Regions from separate parts of the Sus scrofa genome. Here region 2 is linked to region 1. Evidence: chromatin contacts called from public Hi-C data. All regions are on one chromosome and are shown on one strand. Each heading gives the region's core, a stretch centred on a gene start, on an enhancer-like site or on the middle of the called end of the contact. The rest is flanking DNA. Distances are from core to core; before and after follow the strand shown.

Region 1 (5,416 bases), core at 2,337-4,836:
CTGGGTCTTCCCCACCCCCATTCCTGGGTTGCTATCTCTGAATCTCTGCTGGATAGACAGTGACCCTGGCCTTGAGCTGGCTCACAAGTTCTGAAGGCCACAGGGCAAAGTTAAAGCTCTGAACAACCCGGTGCCTCCTTCCCAGGCCTGCAAGATGGAGGAAGGCGGGAACCCGGGAAGCCTGACCAAAGTGGTCCATCTACTGGTCTTGTCAGGGGCCTGGGGCATGCAAGTGTGGGTGACCTTCGTCTCAGGTAGGGACCCTTGACCTGGAGATCATGGGTGCCCAGGGTGGGGATAGGGATAAGAGGGTGACCTGGAAGTGTCCTAATAGGCGTGTGGTCCCCTGCACCCCACAGGCTTCCTGCTTTTCCGAGGCCTTCCTCGACATACCTTCGGCCTCGTACAGAGCAAACTCTTCCCTTTCTACTTTCACATCTCCATGGGCTCTGCCTTCATCAACCTCTGCGTCTTAGCCTCACAGCATGCCTGGGCTCAGCTCACATTCTGGGAGGCCAGCCAGGTATGTGGGTTTGGGTTCCACTACCCTGGGGAGACTCACTCCCAGGACCGCATTGAGCACCTATGGCTATACCTTTGTGAGAATTAAAATGAAATCCCCCCAAAACTGACCCTTCTTCCTGGTGGATACAAAGCTGGGCTCTGGGTAATCTTGAGCAGTACACAGCCTGCACAACCATCCCCAGAAGCCCTGTCTATTCCCTGGTGTCTCTCTGCTGGCTATTACTCCCTCTCCTCCCCCAGGCTGGGCCTGTAGCCAAACTGTGGTGACTCAGCTGGGTTGGGGCACTGACCCCAGCTCATTGTTTAAAAACCAGCCTGACTGGGAATTTACCGTCCCCCACCCCCATCCACACTTTTTTACCCCTAGCCGCAAGGCAAGGAACCATCTCTGTATCTAGTATTTCTCTATCCTGCCCTCCCCCTGCCCCCATTATGTCCCTCAGATATGGTTCACTGCCAGGTTTCAATAATCCCTCAGACACAGGAGGGGATTATGGGTAACTGGAACTTCGAGGACGTTTAATTCACTCCCAGTGTCAGTTTCTGGGGTCTAGGCTGGGGCCACATAGGAGATGGGCCCTAGGCATTGCCGTAAGCTGTGGTGTAAGTCACAGATGGACCTCAGATACCGTGTTGCTGTGGCTCTGGCATAGGCTGGCGGCTACAGATCCGATTGGACTCCTAGCCTGGGAACCTCCGTATGCTGTGGATTCGGCCCTAAAAAGACAAATTTTCTTCTCTAAAAAATTAAGGAGATGGGGAGTTCCCGTCGTGGCGCAGTGGTTAACGAATCCAACTAGGAACCATGAGGTTGCGGGTTCGGTCCCTGCCCTTGCTCAGTGGGTTAAGGATCCGGCGTTGCCGTGAGCTGTGGTGTAGGTTGCAGACACCGCTCGGATCCCGCGTTGCTGTGGCTCTGGCGTAGGCCAGTGGCTACAGCTCCAATTCGACCCCTAGCCTGGGAACCTCCATATGCCGCGGGAGCCGCCCAAAGAAATAGCAAAAAGACAAAAAAAAAAAAAAAATTAAGGAGATGGGCCCTGTCTTGGGCTCTCTATTTTGGGGAAATTAAAGGACAATTTTGATGCTCTGTCCCATTTCAGGGAAGAGAGGCTCTACGGAGATATGCTCAGTTTGGGGGAACAGAGGAGGGTAGGAGATGGATGTGTTCTAGAAACTTCCAGTCAGGGTTTCAGAAGAGTGGAGGCTCAGGAGGTTTAGGTGAGATAAAGGAGACAGTGATGGAGCCTTTCCTTAGAACATGCAGGTTTCAGGGTAGGAGAGTGGAGCTCAGTTTGGCTTTGGGGATGGAGGTGGGAGGCCTGGCTTGACCCAGTGCTGTCCCATTCCCTTCTGGGCCTTGAGGATGCAAAAGGACCCTCCCTAGGGCCCCTCCTGCCTTCCAGGCATGGCTTACCTTGTTCTCCCACTGCCCCACCAGCTCTGCCTGCTGCTCGTGAGCCTAACACTGGCCACCATCAACGCCCGCTGGCTGGAGCCCCGAACCACGGCCACCATGTGGGCCCTGCAGACCATGGAGAAGGAGCGGGGCCTGGGTGGGGAGGTGCCAGGCAGCCACCAAGGCTCGGACCCCTACCGCCAGCTGCGAGGGCAGGACCCCAAGTACAGTGCCCTCCGCCAGAACTTTTTCCGCTACCATGGCTTGTCCTCCATTTGCAATCTGGGTTGCCTCCTGAGCAATGGGCTTCATCTTGCTGGCCTTGCCCTGGGCCTCAGGGGCCTCTAGCACCCACTGACTCTCTGTCTCTGCTGGTGTCCCCAAATGTCAATAAATGCTTCTTTGGAAATGACTGCTGTATTTTTCTCCAACTGGGACTCGGGGGAAGGGGCAGGAGAAGGTAGAGCTGAGGGCTTCCGTTTCCCCACTCACGTGACATGATGATTTGGCGTGTTAGCTTTTGTAGCCCCTGAGCTCTTCCTATAATGGTGTCCATTTGTTGAGCACCTTCTGTGTGCCAGACATGGCACTAACCATTGCACATATCATATATTATTGTAAAAACAACTGGTTCTGAGCCCTGAAGGACCCCATTAACATTGGGGGTGGTCATGTGACTTGCTTTGGCCAATGAAATGTGAGCAGAGTCACAAAGAGAATTATACAAGCCAGCACACGATATGACACATCTTCCCTTCACTGCAAGGAACAGTGTGAGTGAGAAGCAAACCTTGGATGTTGTGTGCCGTGGAGACTAGTGGGGCTGCTTGAGCATATGCCAGCCCTTACTGACTGATGCACATCATCTGGGTTCATCCACAGCAGCCTTGGAGGCGGCTAATGTTCCCATGAAGCAATGGGGGCTCAAGAAGTTCAGCAAATGGCTTCAGGTGGAGTTGTTAGGATTTGAAACCAAGCAAAGCCTGAACTATTATAACTGCAGAATCCTGCTGGCTCGAAGAAAAATCTGGGATCTCAGCTGGGCATGGAGGCCAAATTTCCTTATTGTGTGGCCTTGAGCAAGGGGCTGCACCTCTCCAATCTCCAGTTTCTTTATTTGTGAAGGGGGGGTTAATTCCAAGTGTCCTTAAGAGGATTTGGAATAAGGGTTCTAGTCCTCTTCAGGGGCAGGTGCTGCATTTTACAACACTAATTCAGATCAGAACCCTCACACAACCCTGAGGGACGGAGAAGATGAGGTCCAGGGAAGTGTTCTGTCCAAAGTGACAGAACTAGTAGGAGTTCTCTTGTAGATTAAAGATCTGGCGTTGCCACTGCAGCGGCTTGGGTTGTTGCTGTGGTGCTCGTTGGATCCCAGGCCTGGGAATTTCCACGTGCCTCGGGCTTGCCAAAAGAAAACAAAAACCAGTGACACGGCTAGAAAGTGGTGGATCTGGGATTTGAACCTAGCTCCAGACTTCTCGCTCTTAGCTGCTTTGCGCAGAGTAGGACCTCTACGTCCGCTTAGTTAAAATGAAAAGTTTATTGCTGCGAGACTGACTTTCGACAGCGGGGCAGGCAGTGCGGCTTCTGCCCCTCCCCCATCTCCCCACAAGCTCCGCCCCACCCCGCCCTTCCCCCGGAGCGGCCCCTCCTCCCTCTTCTGGGCGGAGCCGGCGCGGGATCCGGGTGGCTGCGGGCAGCGGCGGCAGCGGCGGCAGCGGCGGCGGCTACGGGGTCGGGGTTGCTACAGGGGCCAGACAGCAGGCAGTAGCGAGTTCGAAGGCAGAAGCTCCACAGGCAGCGCCCTCCACGCGAGGTGACCCCCTTCAGAGGGAGCACACCCGACCCGCATCTCCACGTCCCAGCAGGTCTTGAGGGGACCGGGGCTTAGGGGGAGGGCCGGGGGCCTGAGGAACAAAAGCAGGCGGCGGGGGACGCCTCTTCCCTCTCCCCCACCCAGCTGGGCTCATCGGGGAGCGTTAATGGGACGCGGGCGGGGCAGACGGCCCAGCTGGGGACTTGAGATGGGACCATATGGTGATGGGAGGAAGCTCCTGAGCTCCTGCACCGGTTGGGGCGCCCCACGTCTACCCACGGGTGACAGGGCGGAGCCCTCCGAGCCCCCCCTCACCCCACCCCGGGGTCTCTTACCTAGTGCCAGGCTTGAGGGAGTGTTGGCAGGTGGTCAGAAAGAGGTAGGACCGGCTGACAGGTGGGCTGGGGCTGGGGCTAGAGGTGGGGCGGGCGGGAGCCCCAGCCTGGTGGCCCTGCCCTGCATGGGGAAAGGCTTCCTGCCTCTTCTCTTCCCCTCCTTAAACTTGTTCTCCCGGAACATGGGGTGGGGCAGAGGGCTGGGCAGGAAAGGGGGGCCAGATGGGTCCTCCTTTAAAATGGAAAGAAGCCCCAGGGGTGGTTGAGAAAGAGCTTTTCCAGGGGTTCCTCTGTGAGTTGCCTTCCATTCACCCAGGACTTCTGGAACCTCCCTGGGAGGCTCAGGGAGCTGCCATGAACAGGGGAAACTGAGTCCTAAGGAAGGCAATGAGGGTTGAAGGGGTGCGCTGGACCCAGATGAAGGAGCCCAGCTGTGGGGACAGAGTGCCAGGTCATGGTGGTGGCTGGGGGGATTTCCTGGGATTTGAGGACCGTTGTTCTGGCCTCTGTGGGCTGGGGCCGCAGTGAGTCAGCCCTACTGGGAGGGAGAGGGGCCCAGCCTCTTTGACAAACAGAAGGTGGCAGTATCCATTGAGGGGTAGAGCTGGGCCTTATACCCGGGCTGTATCCACTGAAACCGCCCCTCCCCGTGGGGGTCAGGCCCATGGGAGTCAGGGAAGGGGTTAAACTTGGCTTGGGTCAGGGCAGGCAGGTGGCCAACACCTGCCAAAGTCAACACCCAGGCCCTGGTTGGGGGGGGGGCTCTATCCAGCTGGCAGCCCCCCCATCCCAGCTCACACCTGGGCCACGCCAGCTGCTCACTCTGGGGCAAAGTCCACACCTGCACTTTCCGCAGGGTCCGGCTCCTCAGCGGCCAGGTGGGGCACCCACAACCTGGCCCTTGCATTTGACGAACATCTCCATTTTCCAGCCGAGGACCCTGAAGCCTAGAGAGGGCAAGTGATGCATCCAGGGTCATTTGGCTTCCAAGCGGCAGAGCCGGGATTTGAGCCCAGGTTTGGTGTAGACACTAGAGCCAATCCTGGTGCTTTGTTTCCCTGTAGGGTTCCAGCCCACCCTCCAGGAGGCTTCCTGCCAAGATGGCGTCAGCTGGAGACCCCTCGACGGGCCAGCGGGATGCAGCAGACCAGAACTTCGACTACATGTTCAAACTGCTGCTCATCGGCAACAGCAGCGTGGGCAAGACATCCTTCCTGTTCCGATACGCCGATGACTCCTTCACACCTGCCTTCGTCAGCACCGTGGGCATCGACTTCAAGGTCAAGACTGTCTACCGCCATGACAAGAGGATCAAGCTGCAGATCTGGGTGGGCTAGG
Region 2 (6,025 bases), core at 3,461-5,960, 140 kb before region 1:
TTAGAATATATGACATAAAATTTATCTTTTTTTTTTTTTTTTTTGGTCTTTTTGCTATTTCTTGGGCCGTTCCCGCGGCATATGGAGGTTCCCAGGCTAGGGGTCCAATCGGAGCTGTAGCCACTCGCCTACGCCAGAGCCACAGCAACGCGGGATCCCAGCCGTGTCTTCGACCTACACCACAGCTCACAGCAACGCCAGATCATCAACCCACTGAGAAAGGGCAGGGACCGAACCCGCAACCTCATGGTTCCTAGTCGGATTCGTTAACCATTGCGCCACGACGGGAACTCCTAAAATTTATCATTTTTAAGTGCACATTTCTGTGGTATTAGGTGCATTAGTGTTGTGCAGCCATTGCCATCCATATCTAGAGCTTTTTTCATCTTCTAGGGCCAAAACTCTGCCCCCACTAAATACTAATTCCCCCTCTTGCAACCTCTGGTACCCAGCACTTTACTTTCTGTCTCTATGATAAGTTAACTACCTTAGGTACCTCACATAACAGCAATCATATAGTATTTGTCTTTCTGTGACTGGTTTATTAACATAATGTCCTCAAGGTTCATCCATGGTATAGTATGCATCAGAATTTCCTTCTTTATTAAGGCTGAATAATATTCCATTGTATGTATAAAAACATTTCGTTTATCCATCCATTGGATCTTGGACATGTGAGTTCCTTTGGCTATTGTGAATTATGCTGCTATGAACGTGGGTGTGTAACTATGTTCAGGTCCCTGCATTCAGTTCTTTAGGATACATACCCAGAAGTAGAATGACAAAATCGTATGGTAACCCCATTTTTATTTATTTTTGCTTTTTAGAGCCACATCCATGGCATATAGAGGTTCCCAGGCTAGGGGTTGAATTGGAGCTGTAGCTGCAGGCCTATGCCACAGCCATAACAATGTCAGATCCAAGCCACGTCTGTGACCTACACCACAGCTCATGGAAATGCCAGATACTTAACCCAATGAGCAAGGCCAGAGATCAAACCTGCAACCTCATGGTTTCTAATCGGATTCATTGCTGCTGTGCCACAATGGGAACTCCTCCATCTTTAATTTTTTTGAGGCACTTCCATACTGTTTTTCATGGTGGCTGAACCAGTTTACATTCTCACCAGAAGTGTACAAGAGTTCCACATTCTTCAGAGCTCCCTGGTGGCTCAGGAGGTTAAGAATCTGGCATTGTATCACTGCTGTGGCACAGGTTTGACCCCTGCCCTGGGAACTTCCACATGCCACAGGCACAACCAAAACATTGGAAACAAGACTTCCATTTTCTTCACTTGTTAGATTTTTTTTTTTTTTTTTTTTTTTTGGCCACATTCATGGCATATGGAAGTTCCCAGTCCAGGGATCAAACCCATATGGCTGCAGAGACCACACTGGATCCTTAACCCACTGCATCACAGTGGGAACTCCTTAGATTCCTTTTTTTTTTTTTTTTTTTTTTTTTTGTCTTTTTTTTGTCTTTTTGCCATTTCTTGGGCCACTCCCATGGCATATGGAGGTCCTCAGGCTAGGGGTCAAATCAGAGCTACAGCTGCCAGCCTACACCACAGCCATAGCAACGTGGGTGTTATTGAGTGACCCTGAGTCTTCTCATGGGTGGGTGGTCACAGCTTCAGGCTCCTATGCGCAATTTCCCCCAGTTTGGCCCAGGTCCAAGCCGGCAGCAGGGTTGAGGGAAGCTCTTCCAGACTGCTTCAGTTCCTCCCCACACTCTGGGGCACTCTGAGAGGGCTCCTCTGCCTCAGGCCTTGGACAGCATGATTCAGTACATCCAGAGGATGTTAAGGATGTCTGGGACCAGCACAGCCAAGGTCATCACTCCTTGAATTTTATTCTATTTATTTATTTAGGCCATGCCTGCAGCATGAGGATGTTCCTGGTCCAAGGATCAAACCTTTACCACAGCAGTGACTTGAGCTACAGCAGTGACACTGCTGGATCCTTTACCCACAGAGCCACCAGGGAACTCCAACCCTCAAATTTTAGGATGGCATCACAGTGGTGCTGGCTGTGTAGACTATAGCCATGGCCACCCCATTTGGCAAGGCAACTGGTGAGTATGGAGCAGCTCACTATACTAAGGAACCAACTGTGGACAGGATAGTGGGGGTCAGGAGTGAAGGAGAGGAAAGGGAATACCAGAGAGGAACAGGATGCCCCCCAAACATCCCCTAAGACTCAAGTGCCCCAAATTGACAAAGGGCTGTGAGCAGACACACATATGGGTATAGGAGTCTGCAAGATAATACAGACTGCCCCAGGGCCAGGGAGAGTTGGGAGAAGACAGTGGCAGGGTAATTAGTCAGGCACGCAGAAGGCAGTCACATGGGGCTGTCACAAGAGACTGTTGGCAGGCTTCAAAGGTTGGGGTGAGCTTCAGGAACATTCACCCATTCATTTACTCTTTTTTTTTTTTTTTTTTGAAACTAACACCTAGTGAGCTGCCCCCATGTTCCACACTGGGGACACCACACCAATCAAACAACCAACCAAGGGACTTCCTGTTGTGGCTCAGTGAGTTACAAACCCAACTAGTATCCATGAGGATGTGGGTTAGATCCCTGGCCTTGCTCAGTGGTTTAAGGATCTATCATTGCTGTGAGCTGTGGTGTAGGTCACGGACCTGTCTCAGATGTGGAGTTGCTGTGGCTGTGGTGTAGCCTGGCAGCTACAGCTCTGATTCGACCCCTATTTTGGGAACTTCCATATACTGCAGGTGCAGCCCTGAAAAGAAAAAAAAAAAAAAGGCAAAAACAAACAAAGAGCACACAACCAAAATCTGTCCTCTTGGAGTTGATGGTAACCAAGTCCACAGGAGATGTTCAACATGTGCGGGTGGGGAGGTGGTGTCTCCAGGGGTCTTTACAGAAGAAGTAGAAACTGGAGTTCCCTGTGGCCTAGTGGTTAAAAGATCTGGTGTTTTCACAGCTGTGGCTTGCATCACTGCTGTGGCATATGTTCAACCCCTGGCCTGGGAACTTCTACATGCCGTGCCGCGTCCAAACAAAAAAAAGTAGTAGTAGCTGAAGAGAGAAACTGAATGGTGACACGGAAACCTTTGATCCCAGTTGTGAGGAATCACCACCAAGTCTGAAAGGAGCCAGGTTCAGAAATGGGCAGGGGACTCAGTGAATGTGACTCTGGGTCTCATCCAGCTGGATCCCATCTACCACATAGCTACACACAGAGAGCTAGAAACTCAGCAACAGCCCCCACTATGGTTGGGTGGACAGTCAAACACAGAGAGAGGCATAGGAACACACCACTGTCACGCACAGACATAGCCCCACAGTCAGAATGGACCACTGTTGAGGCACAGTCATAAACACACATTGTCATATACTGTCACTGACATACCGATGGTGGAGGGGCACCCATACGAGTCACACCCATACAAGTCAGGGACACACAGTGTTACAAACACATACCAACAGCTGGACACAACTACATAATGGAATCCCACATCAGAGACCACCCCAGATTGGCATTGTCAGTCAGACCTTTATACCACCGCTGAGACACAGAGTTTCACACACACACACACACACACACACACACACACACACACACACGAAGTCAGAGATTCATATAGGTACAGGCACACACTGGTAGACACAATCACACACAGATATGTAAAGGGCTATAACAGTCACATGTGTCTTGATGGTGGGACAATCATTTATCCACAAGTTGGGGACACATGGGGTGTCATAAACACAGTCATCTACCCACTAGTGTTCAGACATGCAATCACACACACATTATTGCATGGACCATCAAAGAAATGTTGACACACCTAATCCCAGCCCCTCAGAATTCTGGGACAAATTCCACATCCTTCCACACACACAGAATGACAGACACCCAGAAGCTGATACAATCACAAGTGCACATGCAGCTACTGACACGTGGACACACAAAGTCCCACATGTACCAATGTCCACACTGACACACGTGGGGACTATCCCTGACCTACCCTCATACAGCCACACACAAACGTACACACCTTTGTTTGAGTTCTGAGAAACTACGAAAACCCATGAAAACATCCACACTCTATCGCAATCTCACACACACATACGCACACACACACAATTGTGAACATGCACACTACCCTACAGGATCCTCAACCGTCCAAGCGAGGGAGGTGGAATAAGGTATTAGTGTGAATCCCCCATAATAACAGTAGCAAACGCTTACATGGCTGTTCTGCATAGATTAACTCCATTATTCCATAAAACAAAGCCCAAAAAACAAACAAAACAAAAAACAAAAAACCTCTACGAGGTTATTATAATTGGCCATTTCAGAGGTGAGACTATTGAGGCACAGACAGGTTAAGCACTAGTCCAGACTCCAGGAGCTAGATTAGCAGTCCTTCTTCTTCCCTAACGTCAGCGCCGAATCAGCGCCTGGCACACAGTAAGCCTTCAAATGTTCGTTGAAAAAATGAGGGAATCCACATTACTTAGACCTTTAATATTTCATTCCCGTATTTCAGGTGGGCACTAGGACTGTCAGTTGAGTTCACCCGCTGCCTGAGTCCAATGTCCCAGCTCCGAAACCGCACAGTCTCTCCTTCCCGAACCAAGCTCGCTCATTCGTGGGGAGTCCAGCTTGCCTCGTTAGGGGAGGGGCCTGACTCACCACGAGGCGGGGCCAAGGTCGCTGCGCCTTTTTATTGGTGCTCCTTTCTTCGAGGCGGGACCTCTCTTAAACTGGCGCTGTTGATTTGCCGGCTCCCTGGTGGCCCGTGACCCAGAAGATCTTCGTGCAACATGGCGGCGCCCAGGGGCAAGACATAACCGGCCCGGATTCCGCGGCCGTCCGCGTGAATAGGTAGGTCCCACGCGGGGAGGCAAGCGTGAATTTATGAGCCCTGGGGCAGCCCCTTTGGGGCCAGCAGCGCGGAAGGGCGGCCCCAGGAGGATCCCGGCTGCCGGGGCCAGGGCACCGTGACCTTTTCGGGTACACGGCGGGACGTTCCGAGGAGAGCTGCCTTCTGTGTACCCGCCTCCCCACATCCCTAATCTCTAATCTTGGAGATGAGACAGCTGAGGCTCAGAAAAGTTAAAGCCGTCTCCCAAGGTCACGCCACAGGTTGGCAGCTAGGCTAAAGTTCGCTTCTTTCTCCCAAGGGCGTCAAAATCCTAGCAGCCAGCCTCAGAGCTGCTGTAGGTACACCCTGCCTAGGGGTTCAGATTTATAGAAGCTTTGTAGAAATTTAGCTCTTCTTATTCATTTGATATTTGTTGGGTACCTACTATATAGCAGGCACTATCCCAGGTGCAAAAGAGACAGCAAAAAGGAAGACAGACAAAAATCTCTGGTCTCAGGAGAGCTAGACGTTGAACAAATCAGAAGTAAATGAAACGTGACTTCAGATGCTAATTGCTAAAAATTCATTCATCAGGATGATGGGGCTTTAGATTGGGAATGGGGCAGTAGTCAGGGAAGGCGTCTCATTTGAATATAGACCTGAATAACCAGGCACAGCAATGAACTGACCTGGGGAAGGAATTTCCAAACAGGGAAAAGCAACCTCAGAGGCTCTGAGACTAGATAAAGTCAGCTTGTTTAAGAAACAGCGTAATGGGAGAGTTCCCTGTTGGTCTAGTGGTTAGGATTCAGAGCTTTCACCTCTGCAGCCTGAGTTCAACCCCTGATCTGGGAACTGAGATCCCACAACAAGCTGCTGCACACTGCAGCCAAAAATAAATAAAAATTAAATAAAATTTAAAAGAGAAATAAATGGTGTAGCTGGAGCTTCCAGTAATAACAGTTGAGTTTGGAGGGATGGAGCCTGTCTGATTTTTATCTCATGTGATGTGCAATTAGTGACTTTAGCCGGAGAACACTTTAGTTTACATTTTAAAAAAGCTCCCTATGACCACTTTAGGGAGAACTGGCTGGAGGCAGGTAAGGAAAGGAGTGTGGGTAGATGAAGAGAGGTCATGGACTGGAGTTGTGGCTTGCAGATGGAGAGAAATGGGATTGTTTGAGGT

The links. A called contact is a pair of places that touch in the nucleus more often than the background predicts.
Region 2: a Hi-C map of liver shows a contact between it and region 1, with 5 times the contacts expected there. The contact joins the promoter of ECSIT here to the promoter of RAB3D in region 1. A contact is called at or near these places in 3 of 47 Hi-C or Micro-C datasets (epiblast stem cells, heart right ventricle and liver).

Annotation. Positions count from the first base shown.
Region 1 is chr2:70,033,849-70,039,264 of Sscrofa11.1, reverse strand. It overlaps RAB3D (ras-related protein Rab-3D), which reads left to right and starts at 3,586. Exons shown (of 5, transcript XM_003123177.3): 1 at 3,586-3,795; 2 at 5,143-5,406. The coding sequence starts at 5,179. It overlaps TMEM205 (transmembrane protein 205), which reads left to right. Exons shown (of 4, transcript XM_003123176.3): 2 at 146-254; 3 at 360-523; 4 at 1,967-2,336. The coding sequence ends at 2,272.
Region 2 is chr2:70,169,447-70,175,471 of Sscrofa11.1, reverse strand. It overlaps ECSIT (evolutionarily conserved signaling intermediate in Toll pathway, mitochondrial), which reads left to right and starts at 4,710. Exons shown (of 8, transcript XM_013987373.2): 1 at 4,710-4,859.